Regions from separate parts of the Drosophila melanogaster genome. Here region 1 is linked to region 2. The links are chromatin contacts, called in public Hi-C maps. All regions are on one chromosome and are shown on one strand. Each heading gives the region's core, a stretch centred on a gene start, on an enhancer-like site or on the middle of the called end of the contact. The rest is flanking DNA. Distances are from core to core; before and after follow the strand shown.

Region 1 (5,639 bases), core at 891-3,390, 400 kb before region 2:
TGACAAACCCCCAGTTGCAGTCGCCTGTGAAATGATGACAGTTACGGTTTCACTTTTTGCTGTCCGACTAAGACTGCCGGAAATCGCAATAGCAGAGAAATGCCCCATTCACGGATGGCAGGGTATGCATGCAGCTAAGTAAACTTAATTTTCCTCCGAAACTCAGCAACTTGCTGGACGGATTCATTATTTTGTCACCCATCTTGAGGTCAACGTTTATCTTTATCTACAATTGAAGAAGCAATAAGATTTTGCTCAGTTGAGAAACTCAAGCTGCTCAATCAAAAAGCTAAGTATGTAGGTTTTGTATTGGTTTTCATGGCATCCGATGATGACCAGGGTTTCCAAAGGCTGCAGCAAGTGAAGAAACTTATGAAATAAGACGGAATTCGTCGCAAATCAATTTGCTTATCGCGCTGCCACGCTCGAAACTGAGTCCAGCCAGCCATTGCCAGCTAAGCCCCATTTCTCCTACTTTCTCCCAATATCTTCCCTTCCCCTCCGGCCATCCAGCCAGCAATCCCTTTGTCTTTGTCTTTGTCTCTGGCGATAAGAGACGCGTTCGAGTGACCCTTCTTCAACCAGCGCAGCTTTAGCTTCTGCTCCGGATTCGGATTCGGATTGTGTTGCTCTCTACAAGTATATTCCACTGTTTCGGTTGCTACAGCTATAGCTTCTGTAGCTGCTGCCGTCCGATAAGCGCAATATGGTGCGACTGCACTGAGAGAAATGAATGCCTGCCAGACGCTGAATATGGAATTTGGAATGTGTGCGAAAATGTGATGATAACGATCAGTGACACGGCTTTAAAGGTTCTTATTATGACGTTGCCTGGCCGTAAATTCAAATTCAAATTCAAATTCTGCTACTAAAGTCAATCAAATTATTGACAGTGGACCTGGGATGACCCCAGTTGCCGTTCATATTTCAGGCTTGTGTTTATGCAGCTTAACACTTTGGGCCCCGCTTCCTTAACCCTCATTCCACAGCCGCCTGCCTTTCCAGATGCCCGGAGTTGAAAAGGGAATCCGTTAAGCGGCTTACGCCGGGCAGCAGTCCGTCCGTCCGTCCGGTGCACAGACTCCGTTCCCGACTTTGCAAAGTTTATTAAACATAATTATAAAATATCAACCAAAAAAAAAAGAGAGAGAGAGAGCGGGGAATGTTAGGCCAGTCGGGCGAGGAAAGTGGCCATTAGCAGGCTCGCAGAGGTCCAGGTGAGATGAAGGGATACGGATGAGCCGGACTGGGATCCACTGGTCAAGGGCAGGGCTCTGCGGTGCTGCAGCTTGACCCTGTCGATGTGGGGCTGGCAGGAGGACTCCTTCCTCACGTATCGAAACATGGACTCCACGATATTGCTGGGAGTGATCGTATCGCACTTCTCCAGCAGACTGACGGTGCACGTCTCGAATGCGTAGAGGTCGACGCACTGCTTCGGACCCAAGACCAGCTGGGGCAGATCCCACTCCGGGCTAATCGACTTGGGCAGATATCCGGCGAAGGAAGAGTTCAGGCAATTGGCGATGCCTTCGCGACTCTGCTGCAGGCACTCCGGGCCCTCTTCGGCGATAAAGAGCGCAATCTGGTCTCCGTTCTTGTAGCATATGAACTCCAGCAGCTTGTCCGCAATCCTCTGCAGCACCGCGTTGTGGGTCTTCTCATCGGTGGTCAGGCAGGGCAGGATCGCGTCGTTGAAGTTCTTCAGACAGGTCTTGGCCTGCGGCAATCGGAGGCAATACTTCTCGAAGACCACGTCCAGGTCGCCCTTGGGACTCGCCTCCTCGATCTCCGCCTGGATCTCCGTCATATTGGCCAATCCGGAGAGGCATTCTGCGAGGTGAATGCCCGCATCCTCGATGGACTTGCTCAGGGCAGAGGCGTTAACAGATCCTTTCGGCAAATGGTCATTGGCCTTCTCGCACTTCGACTGCAGCCACTTTTGGAAGTCGGCCAAGGTCACATTGGTGTTTTGCAGGCCTTGGGGCAGATAGTTTGACCTTAGCTGGTCCACATCCACGTTCTCCAGCAGCGACGGATCCAGGGAACCAGCCAAATCCACAGATCCAAGCACGGCGTGAACCGCGAAGGCCAGTAAAAGCGGACAAAGCGACCAGCTCGACATTCTCGCACTAACTGGCTGCAAAGTGCTGAGAGTCGGAGCTCGCAGCCGCGGTTTCTTATCTCCACGATGTGGGGTGGTGTAGTGTGCTGCGCCGCTGGGGCGACGGAGGGGTCAATGTCTGAGATTAGGGCGCCCCACAAAGCCAATCGCCCGCCTTATTCGTGTATCGGTAATCAGTCGGGTGTTTACTCATAACCATCGACACAGTACGAGTATGCCGTCCGTATGAAAAACCAATGTGGCAGGAAACTGAGAATGTGAAATCTGTATCGGTATCGGAACTATACACAAACTAGAGCATCACAGCAAGCACACATTTTAGTAGGGTGCTACCCAAACGAACGAAATAAAGTTCTTTTGATTTAGTCCAATGTGTAACATTACACACTTAAGTTGCAATGGACCAAACACAGTTAAGTTGCAATGGACCAATCACCCAATAAAAGTCTCGGCGCTGTCTGGCCCAAAACGGCTTAAGTTGCGATTATAGCTCGATTTTATTGATTACGTTTGATGTGCGCCCCTAAGATGATAAACCTGTCTGCAGTTCAAATAGGGCCATTGATAATAAGTTGAAACTAAGGCAAATCGTAATTGGTTTCGCTGTTATCAAGGGATTAATTTCGGGCACTATACATTAAGACTTTCCCGCTTCGAAAGAGCGTGAGATCGAGTAAGTAATCGAGGCATTCGAGCTGATAGCAATTTAAAAGTCGTTGGTGCGCGATAAGCCGTATCGTCTTTCTTATCTTGATCGCATGGGATTATCGTTGAATCATGTTCAGTAAGCCTAATTAGATGATTATATATATAGAATCTTAACATTTAGCAGCTGCTAGCGAATATCTTGGCTATCTATTGCTACTAAAATCACTCGAAAATGCTCATTAATACATTTTCTACACGGATCAAGCTTCATTCAAAAGTCTTCCTCTGCAGCCACCATGCCACCCACTATGCGGGGTAGAAATATAACAACACTTGCAGCAGCACGACCATCCAAAGAACACCGACAGCAACTAAAAACGGGAGCAGCGAGCAAGAAAGTAACAATTTATCTTCGTTTGTTGCGGAAGTTGCAAGCGCAATAAACAACATCGGAAAGGGGCGGCTGGCGGGAGGGGCGTGGCTTGGCGAGGCGAGCATAGGGTGCCTGGCACAGCGAATTTTCGGTTAAAAATTATACCGAAAATTGCAGCTAGCGGAGCTAAAGCCAAAGCGGCAAAAAACGGGGGAATTCAGTGCAAATTGAAATGAAGCGCGTGGCAGGGATTCCTAAAAAATGAGCACAATTAATTGCTGCTCACTGTTTCGCTTGTGGGCGTGGCCAGGGGCAGCACTTAGTCGGCGGCAGGCAGTGGGCGGCAAGGGGCGTCGCACAATTAGTTGGCTGCAATGTGCTAGCATTTCTGCATTTGTCCAAGGTAGCAACAAATGCTGCCAACGTGCAGACGGATATTCCTCTGCTGATTCGGGATAATTAATCTATCAATTTCGTACTAATTAAACATTTGGGCCTACATTTTATGAAGTCCGATGGACGGAATTGTTGTCATTGCCAGTGAATCAATTTGGGGAATTAAATTCTCCGCAAAACTAATGAAGGGAAAAAATCCCTTCATTTTAAATAAATGACACATGAAATCAGGCCATTCGGAGGCACACTTGTGGCATTTTCCGTCCGTCGGTCGCCAGTTATAGATGCATAGATGGGGCTGCACAAGTGGGTGGCAGGATGCAGCGGATGTTTGGCGACCGCCTAATTGCAACTGCCAATAGGGGGATGGGTCAAACGGAGGGGCAAGGAGCAGGCGGATGCCATTTGCCAATTGCTTTGCCATCGCTTCCGTTTCCGCTTTGTCGTTCGCTCATGTGTGTGCGATGCGATGGCCAATGATAATTAGCTTGAGGATGGTAATACAGATATTTGTTGCTGGCAGCAGGAGCCTAAGCATTCGAAGGTTTCTTTTGCAATGCAATGACGTCAAAATCATGCAGAAATGTGCTTAATTTAATTTAAATTCTTTCGCTCTGACTGACGTCTGAACAACGACTAATGACTCAATTCGTAATCAATGCGAATGTACAAGCTGAAGCTGATAGGTTGTCCAAGTTGCCTAGCTATAAATGGAATTACTACCCAGTTTCGAGATAGAACAGTCATGGGAATTCCGTTTTTCAGCGCCCAGAAGCAGAATTAAATCGAATTCAAACCGCAAACACAAATGAGAAATGCGAATGTTCAGTTTATCGAGTCACAACTTTGGGGCTTGAAAAAGGGTCTATTTGGGGTGCAGAACCCACTGTTCATGCCCCACTCACCACGATTTGAAAAGTGCTCCATGGGAGACGAGCAACAGAAGAGTGGCGAAAGAAATGCAATAAATAAAACAAACCGCAAACAAACTTTTGTTAGTCGCAGCATCCGAAAAGGGGCACAAAATCCATTAAAGCCTTTAAGTTCTATACGAAGGACTTGGAAATAGTACAATTTGTGGATCGATCCGCCGATACAAGGATGTGCATAATATTGGGGGAACGACTAAGATGGTTAAACTCTAATGTTTTGAATTCGAATACATATCGCGAGCTAAGTGCAATGATATGTTTCGATTCCCTTTCCTTCGCTCGAATTTTCGACGGATATTTTTAAAATAAATATGGAATGTTTGAATACTCGTTGGCCGGTCCTTACGTTTGAGTACCTCTCAAGCCCCGGAGGACGTAGGTTCTTCTTACTGAAGGATAAATCTGTTAACCCCAAGCATAAGCCAATAAACAATGGCAAAGGGAAAGAAAAGAGGGCACCCTTTTTACTCCTTTTGTGGGTAATGCGAATTGGTTGACTGGCGCTTAGATAAAGTCAAATTATTCGTGCTCTGTTTGCTCGTGTGTTTGTTTTTCCTTCATGGTGTTTGTTTGTTTGTTTGTTTGTGCGTTCGTTCGTTTGCTTTCCCTGGGTTCCTGGGTCTCTGAATTGGCAAAGAGAAACTCTTGCCTTCTGCCACGCACACCTCATCTCACCTCACTCCACTTCAGTTCACTTTTCGCCATCTCGCATCCTTTCGAGCACTCGAGGATTGACTGACAGTCGCTGTGTTATTCTTCCTGCTGCTGCTGCTGCTGATATCCTGCCGCAGGAGTTGGAAACGGCAGTGGGAAGGGCCATACACTCCCGTCGCGTGTGTCGATGATTTTTTTATCGAACTTTTCACTTTGATTCCGTTTGAATTTCCGCAGGTCTGCACAGCAGGCGCTCTGCCCGCCGCCTCCCCGATTCAGCCTTTTTCTTCTGATCACGATGCGGCATTCAATGAATTTGAGAAATATTTCCCAGCGTCTTTGACAAACAAAAGGGACGGTGCGGTGGCTTCGGTGGGACCCACACCCATGTTTGGCTAGCAAATCCAAAACCAAACGAACATTTCTATTCCTTTTCTGATACCCCTTTTACACCGGGAAGTCTGGAAGGCCCAGGCCGTAAAAGTACACAAGGAAAGTGGACGAAAGTGGA
Region 2 (5,570 bases), core at 2,159-4,658:
TTGCATTCCGTGTGCCCCTGTTCAATTGGGAAATGTTTCTCTTTTTTTCCCAGTGTATTTCTGCCTCCGATCTTTCCTCTTCCTTGCACTTCCCCATCTCAGCTTTGTTTTCCCACTTTTTTGTGCAACCTTTTTTCGCTCCTTTGTTACATTTGATTGTCGCAAACGAAGTGGAAAAGCAAATGTTGCACAAACACACGCAGCAAGGGGATAGGGTGGGTGGGGGGGGGGTGAGTCGGTGGGTCCAAGGAAATGCACACTAATTACTCCTTGGCACTGCCAAGTTGGCTGGGGGAGTGGAAGGTCCTTTCTTCTTTTCCGCTCCTCTGCTCAGGCCGCTTTACAATTTTTTGGCTCCGCCGTGCTTTCTTTTCTTTTCTTTGCGTTGCCTGCCTTTCACCTCAGTCTTTGACTCAAGAACACAGCCCCCTTTCTCCCCGTGGTAATTGAAATGGAGAGCCCCCTGGCCCCAAGACGAGGACAATAGCCACGCCCCTTGACGCGCTGAGCTACCATAACTCACGAGGCAATTGGCGCTGCCCTGAGCTTCGATAAAACTTCAATTGGCGCTTGTTTGCAATAAACAGATGAGTTAGCTTGCTTAGTATGCAAATGAATTAATATCAGTTACCTTTTGTAAGAAGACCCTTAATACGTGCGGCACTATCCTATCCTTTCTTTTTTCCACTTTTGGCTAAGGCCAGCGATCAATTCCAAAGAAAGTTTGGCACGGGCATCTAGCCAAGCCTAGTGCACACTTAAAGCAATTGTCCCCGAATATATTTTCCGCTCTCAAAGCTTCAAGTAAAGGTCCTTTGGCTACTTTGTTCAGCATTGGCAAGCGAGACAACAAGGAAAACTTCAGGGAAAAAAGTGCAAAAACATCATACTGTTTATATATCAGCGGACACCTAAAAATTTGTATTTCAAATCATTTTTAGCTCAACCCAGTCTAAGCCAGAATGGAATGCGCACAAGATAATTATCTTTCGAAGTATTCATAATTTCAAAAGCAAACAAAGACAAGGTTAATATGAAAATTATAAATATCCCCCCGTTCTTCGATTCTTACAAAATTACTGCTTTCTTCTAAAATCCTAAAACCATGCTGTACCCCAGACGATATAAAAAAAAGATATATAAAGCGTCACAAATCTAATTTCCACACCCGTCGTAGCTTTTTAAAAGCAACATGAAAAGCTTTTTAAGGGCTGCTAAACGCTCCGCATATGAGAACATGCGTTGGCGCGCATTTCAATTGCACACTAAGTGGCAAAGTGGCAGCTACAGTATTACTCGCTATTCGCCGAAAGCGTGATCTTATGAATGTAGTTTCTATAGATAAGATAATCTAAGATATATATGTACCTTCTTGGGAACACGTAAAATTTTACCGACTGGACCATAAATGGCATGCGTATCCATTTCAAACGCTTGCAAACGTTTCTAAACACAAGATAACGAATAAAGAGCACTTCTTAATTTGAGAAGTCCTTGGACCCTAACCCCTCCGGGAAGCCCACAAAATAGGCTGTGTCTTTGTGTTGGGTAGTTATATTTATTAAAGTGAAATCAAGTGTTACTCCAATAGGTTAAAGAGAGTGTTACAATCTCGCATATGTATGTATATGAGATATATTTACGACAAAAAATGAACCCCGCGAATCAAATCAGCAACAGATCATTTATACACAATTTAAATCGAGTCTCTGCTGGGGTTAAAAATAAAAAAAAATGTAAATGAAAGTAGCAACTAAGTAAAGTTGCAATGCTGCAAATCCAATTCGTTCCCGAATCCCCTAGCTGTTTCAACTTAATGTTGGTCCCGCGAAATGCCGCGCTTTACTTCTCCTCGCACCACTCGTTCTCCTTGCGCACCTGCTCCTCCTCGGCGGGCGAAAAGTCCTTCTTAATGTTGAAGGTCTTGCGTATTTCCTCGGGAGTCTTTCCCTTAATCATGTTTGCAACAGTCTTGCAGGTGAGCTCCAGAAGGCCCTTAATGTCCAGATAGTTCGCTGCCAATATCAGCTCAAACAGTGTGCCCTGGTCGACTTTTAGGAAATCTGCATCCCATGAGATAATGTCGTCTGTGCGCTTCTCCTTGCTCTCATCATCCTCCGTTGGCTGGGGGTCGTCCTTGTGGTAGTGAGCCCAGGTAAGCACCTTGCGAAGAATCGTCGAATTCACATTGGGCAACGGCACAATGGCATTCTCATCGTCCTCCATGCCGCAGTCCTCCAGCATGGTCTTGATAGTGCCGGAGCACTTGGCGATCTGGATATCCGTGTCAAAGATCTCCTCATCCGAAGATTGCAACTTGATGCTGGGCATTTTGGGCTTTCCTGCAGTTAAGTTCAGTATAAAACATTAGGTTCTAGTTGAGAAATGTGTGGCAGTGCAATCAGTGTGTTTTTTAACAGTGTGTGGATCCCAATAGTCATTTCAATGCGTTTGCTTCGCATGCACCAAGTCGTCAATTATTGATAACAGATGTAAGCATATAAGCATGCGTGTAAATGAATATAAGCAACTAGGATGCAAACAATCATTTGTGAATTTTGTATGTTCATATCCCTGCAGTTTGCAGAGTCGCTCTCTTTAAAATTCAAACCGACTAAAATGAGGTCATATCAGATCAAAATTTGTATCGTATTACTCTTGCAGGTTATGCCTGTGTGGAAATCACCGTTGTTTTCGTACAAAGATAACAAACGATTGTGCACTTTCGATGTTTCTTTCGTGATGATTCAACGATGAAATGGTGATGAAGGGATAAGTAGAATCGAAACATAGAGAACGGCACTTTCCAGAAATGCTCACCCACACATCCACTCACCCCCACACAAGCCGACTCTACCACAGATGGATGCGTGCGTATGTTCGTTTTTCTTGTGGTTGCGAAAGCGTTCTTGCTTGCTATTTGTAGGCTTTTTATTTGTTTTCCGACTAACCTTACGATGATGCCTTTAAACGTACTGACACTATTTCCACGCAGGCTCCAACTGAGATATAAATCAACACACCAAATTCACAATACTCACGTAAAAAACGAAACGGCTATAGTGACCAGATGGCGAAACTCTAAAAACACCTCTAAACGTCTTTATCGAAGGCACGAACAACAACTAGCCACAATGAAAGAAAACTGGCGGGAACCAGGTGGACCTGGTAATGGTAACTTGCAGCACAGATTGGTGGCGAAGTCGAAAGCAGAATACGCATTGATAAATCTGAACACTTTCACACCGAATTGCACAGTAAACGGAAATTAATTTCTCTGAAAACAAATTACACCGATACTTTCAAATGGCGAATAGAGAATGGTGAGCGTCTCCGCTAACTGCGGTGGCAGTTTTAATCGTAGCAATCGATGGCATTCAATTATCGATACATATCGCACTGACTTCAGTGGTCGAAGCATCAACGTCTTTTTACATCACTAATCCGAGTATCGCGGAAAAAAAGCAGCCGCATTTTGTAAACTAAGTCCGAATTAGAGCTGATACAAGTCCCGACTTATTCGTCAAGAGGAGCGGCGGTAGCAAATAGCAACAGCGACACTTGGTGCAAAGAACGCAGAGGAGAAAGAAGTGAAAAAAGCATACATACATACGCACGTACACACGTCTCGCTAGTAGAGGGAATATATGTATATGCATACGGCTGGGTTTACGTGTGCTTGTGTGTGCTACAGCCGCTTCTAGGCGTGAAAGAGCGAGGGATACATTCTCTTCCCATACTCGCGACTTTTGGAGCGTCTCGCGAGCGAAAGAGAAAGCACGAGCCATGGACGGCGGTTGGAAGTTTTTGTGGAACAAAGGCGTCAAGAACTAAAATGATTTGGGACTGCAAGCGCGATTTATTTTGGGTACGCAGCCAAAGCCAAGCCATCCAAAACGGAGTCCAGCTCCAATCCAGTGTGTCGCCGTTTGTATATGTGAGTCTCGACGAAAAGCCGTGGAAAGAGACGGACACACGCACAGAGAAGCAGCAGACAAAGCATCGTTTTGCGAGATTGAGCGAGAGGCACAATATCGCCTTAGTTAATAAATTCATTTAAGGTAAATGCAGACAACAAATCGAAAAAGTGCAAAAAAAAAATCGGAACAGCATGAAGTGCATAAACACAGCAGACTGTGCGTGCATGTGTGTGTGAGTGTGTGTAACAGGCGCCGCCATTTTTCGTTACCATGCAACCAGCCAGCGTCTAGGGTTGGCAACCGCTTCGAAATGCTGTTAACAACAAAAAAAATTGGCGAACTCAAATTACAAAGCTACATCCACCCAGCGAAATTTATTGTAAACACCCGTTTTTCGGTTACCCCGCACACAAGTGTACTTAATTTGCAAGCCTTTGCGCACTTGGCAACCCTTCATCTTCCATTCTCACTGCGCATATGCCTCCCTCTCTCTCTCACCTGCGTTATGTGGTATGCGTTTGTAAACAGCTGAGAGAGCAATTTGCAAACGACATTCGTTTCCATTCAGAACAAATCGACCAACAAACAAATATTCAATTCCAGCGATGTTTCCCAGCACCACCCACTTGTGTTTATGATAGTTTATGCCCAGAAAGGTATTTCAGTTGTTGCACAGACTCAAGAAAATACAAGATTTGCAATTACTGTCTGCTGCGCATGCAAATCGATAAGACATTTTTGTTATGCTCGCCTTTTGTTCACCAGCATATAAATATATACGCGTACCCATTCATTTTAAATATTTTCGGCAGTAAGTGTGTGTATTCCAGGATTACCGAAGTGCCTTTTGTTTTTTGTGGATCAATACTTTTTTTTACATGTGCTTTCAAGTTAATTGATTTTTGTTAAACGTGTGTGTGCATGGGCTAAAAGGGCTTGGAATAAGTGCGAGCGAGAGGGATGGCTGTCGACGACATCAGTTACAAGCCCCCTCTTTCTCGGTCTCTCTCTCTCTCTTTCAAACGCGAAGCCGTAGGAATAAAAACTAAATTAGGGCCATTTTCAACGGAGCGAATATATTGGCAAAATGCCGGAACATATGGTTTGCGGATTGAGGATTATTGCAAGTCATCCAATCCTGTGAGAGAGTGTGTATGTATGGGTGCAGGACGTTTGCCTTTGTCCTAGTCTTGTCCTGAAAGCTTATGTCCATCTCGCTCTTTGTCGTGTTCGCAGACAACAGCGGCGTTGCCAGATGTAATAAAAGAGCTTATACCTGTCAGTGATTCAAATTCCAAAACAGCTGACAATTGCCGGGTTGATTGGGTTTGGTGGAATTGGTATATCTAAGATCGTATTAGTATTTGAGTGAAAAAGTGTGCACATCGTTTTGAATATACTTGTAATGCTGTTCATCCTTGCAGACTGTCGTGCAGAATGGTCGTCGGCTCTAACCACACGCGGCGCGGTGAAACTGGCAGCAGATTTACAAACAGCAGCAGCTCCAGCAGCACAAGCGGTGGCCCCACCGCTTCGGCCAGTAGCACCACCAGCGTAACGTCTTCACTAGCCACCAATTCCACGTCGACATCGACGGCTGCGGCTCTGTTGTCGTCCATGTCCCACAAGAGCCATGGCCCTCCGCCATCC

The links. Hi-C and Micro-C count contacts between places; a contact is called where the count stands out from the background.
Region 1: a Hi-C map of the Kc167 cell line shows a contact between it and region 2, with 3 times the contacts expected there. The contact joins the promoter of CG14629 here to the promoter of Hmt4-20 in region 2. A contact is called at or near these places in 5 of 107 Hi-C or Micro-C datasets (the Kc167 cell line, the PNm cell line, the S2 cell line and 1 more) and 1 of 6 datasets of contacts at active chromatin or transcription factors (the Kc167 cell line).

The regions. Positions count from the first base shown.
Region 1 is chrX:1,048,026-1,053,664 of dm6, reverse strand. It overlaps CG14629, which reads right to left and starts at 2,140. Exons shown (of 1, transcript NM_130525.4): 1 at 1,034-2,140. The coding sequence starts at 2,125. The coding sequence ends at 1,166. The region is part of intron 1 of lncRNA:CR44779 (long non-coding RNA:CR44779); the gene reads right to left.
Region 2 is chrX:653,871-659,440 of dm6, reverse strand. It overlaps Hmt4-20 (Histone methyltransferase 4-20), which reads left to right and starts at 3,408. Exons shown (of 3, transcript NM_130497.4): 1 at 3,408-4,061; 2 at 5,345-5,570. The coding sequence starts at 5,358. It overlaps SkpA (SKP1-related A), which reads right to left and starts at 3,327. Exons shown (of 2, transcript NM_166858.3): 1 at 2,657-3,327; 2 at 1,542-2,342. The coding sequence starts at 2,331. The coding sequence ends at 1,843.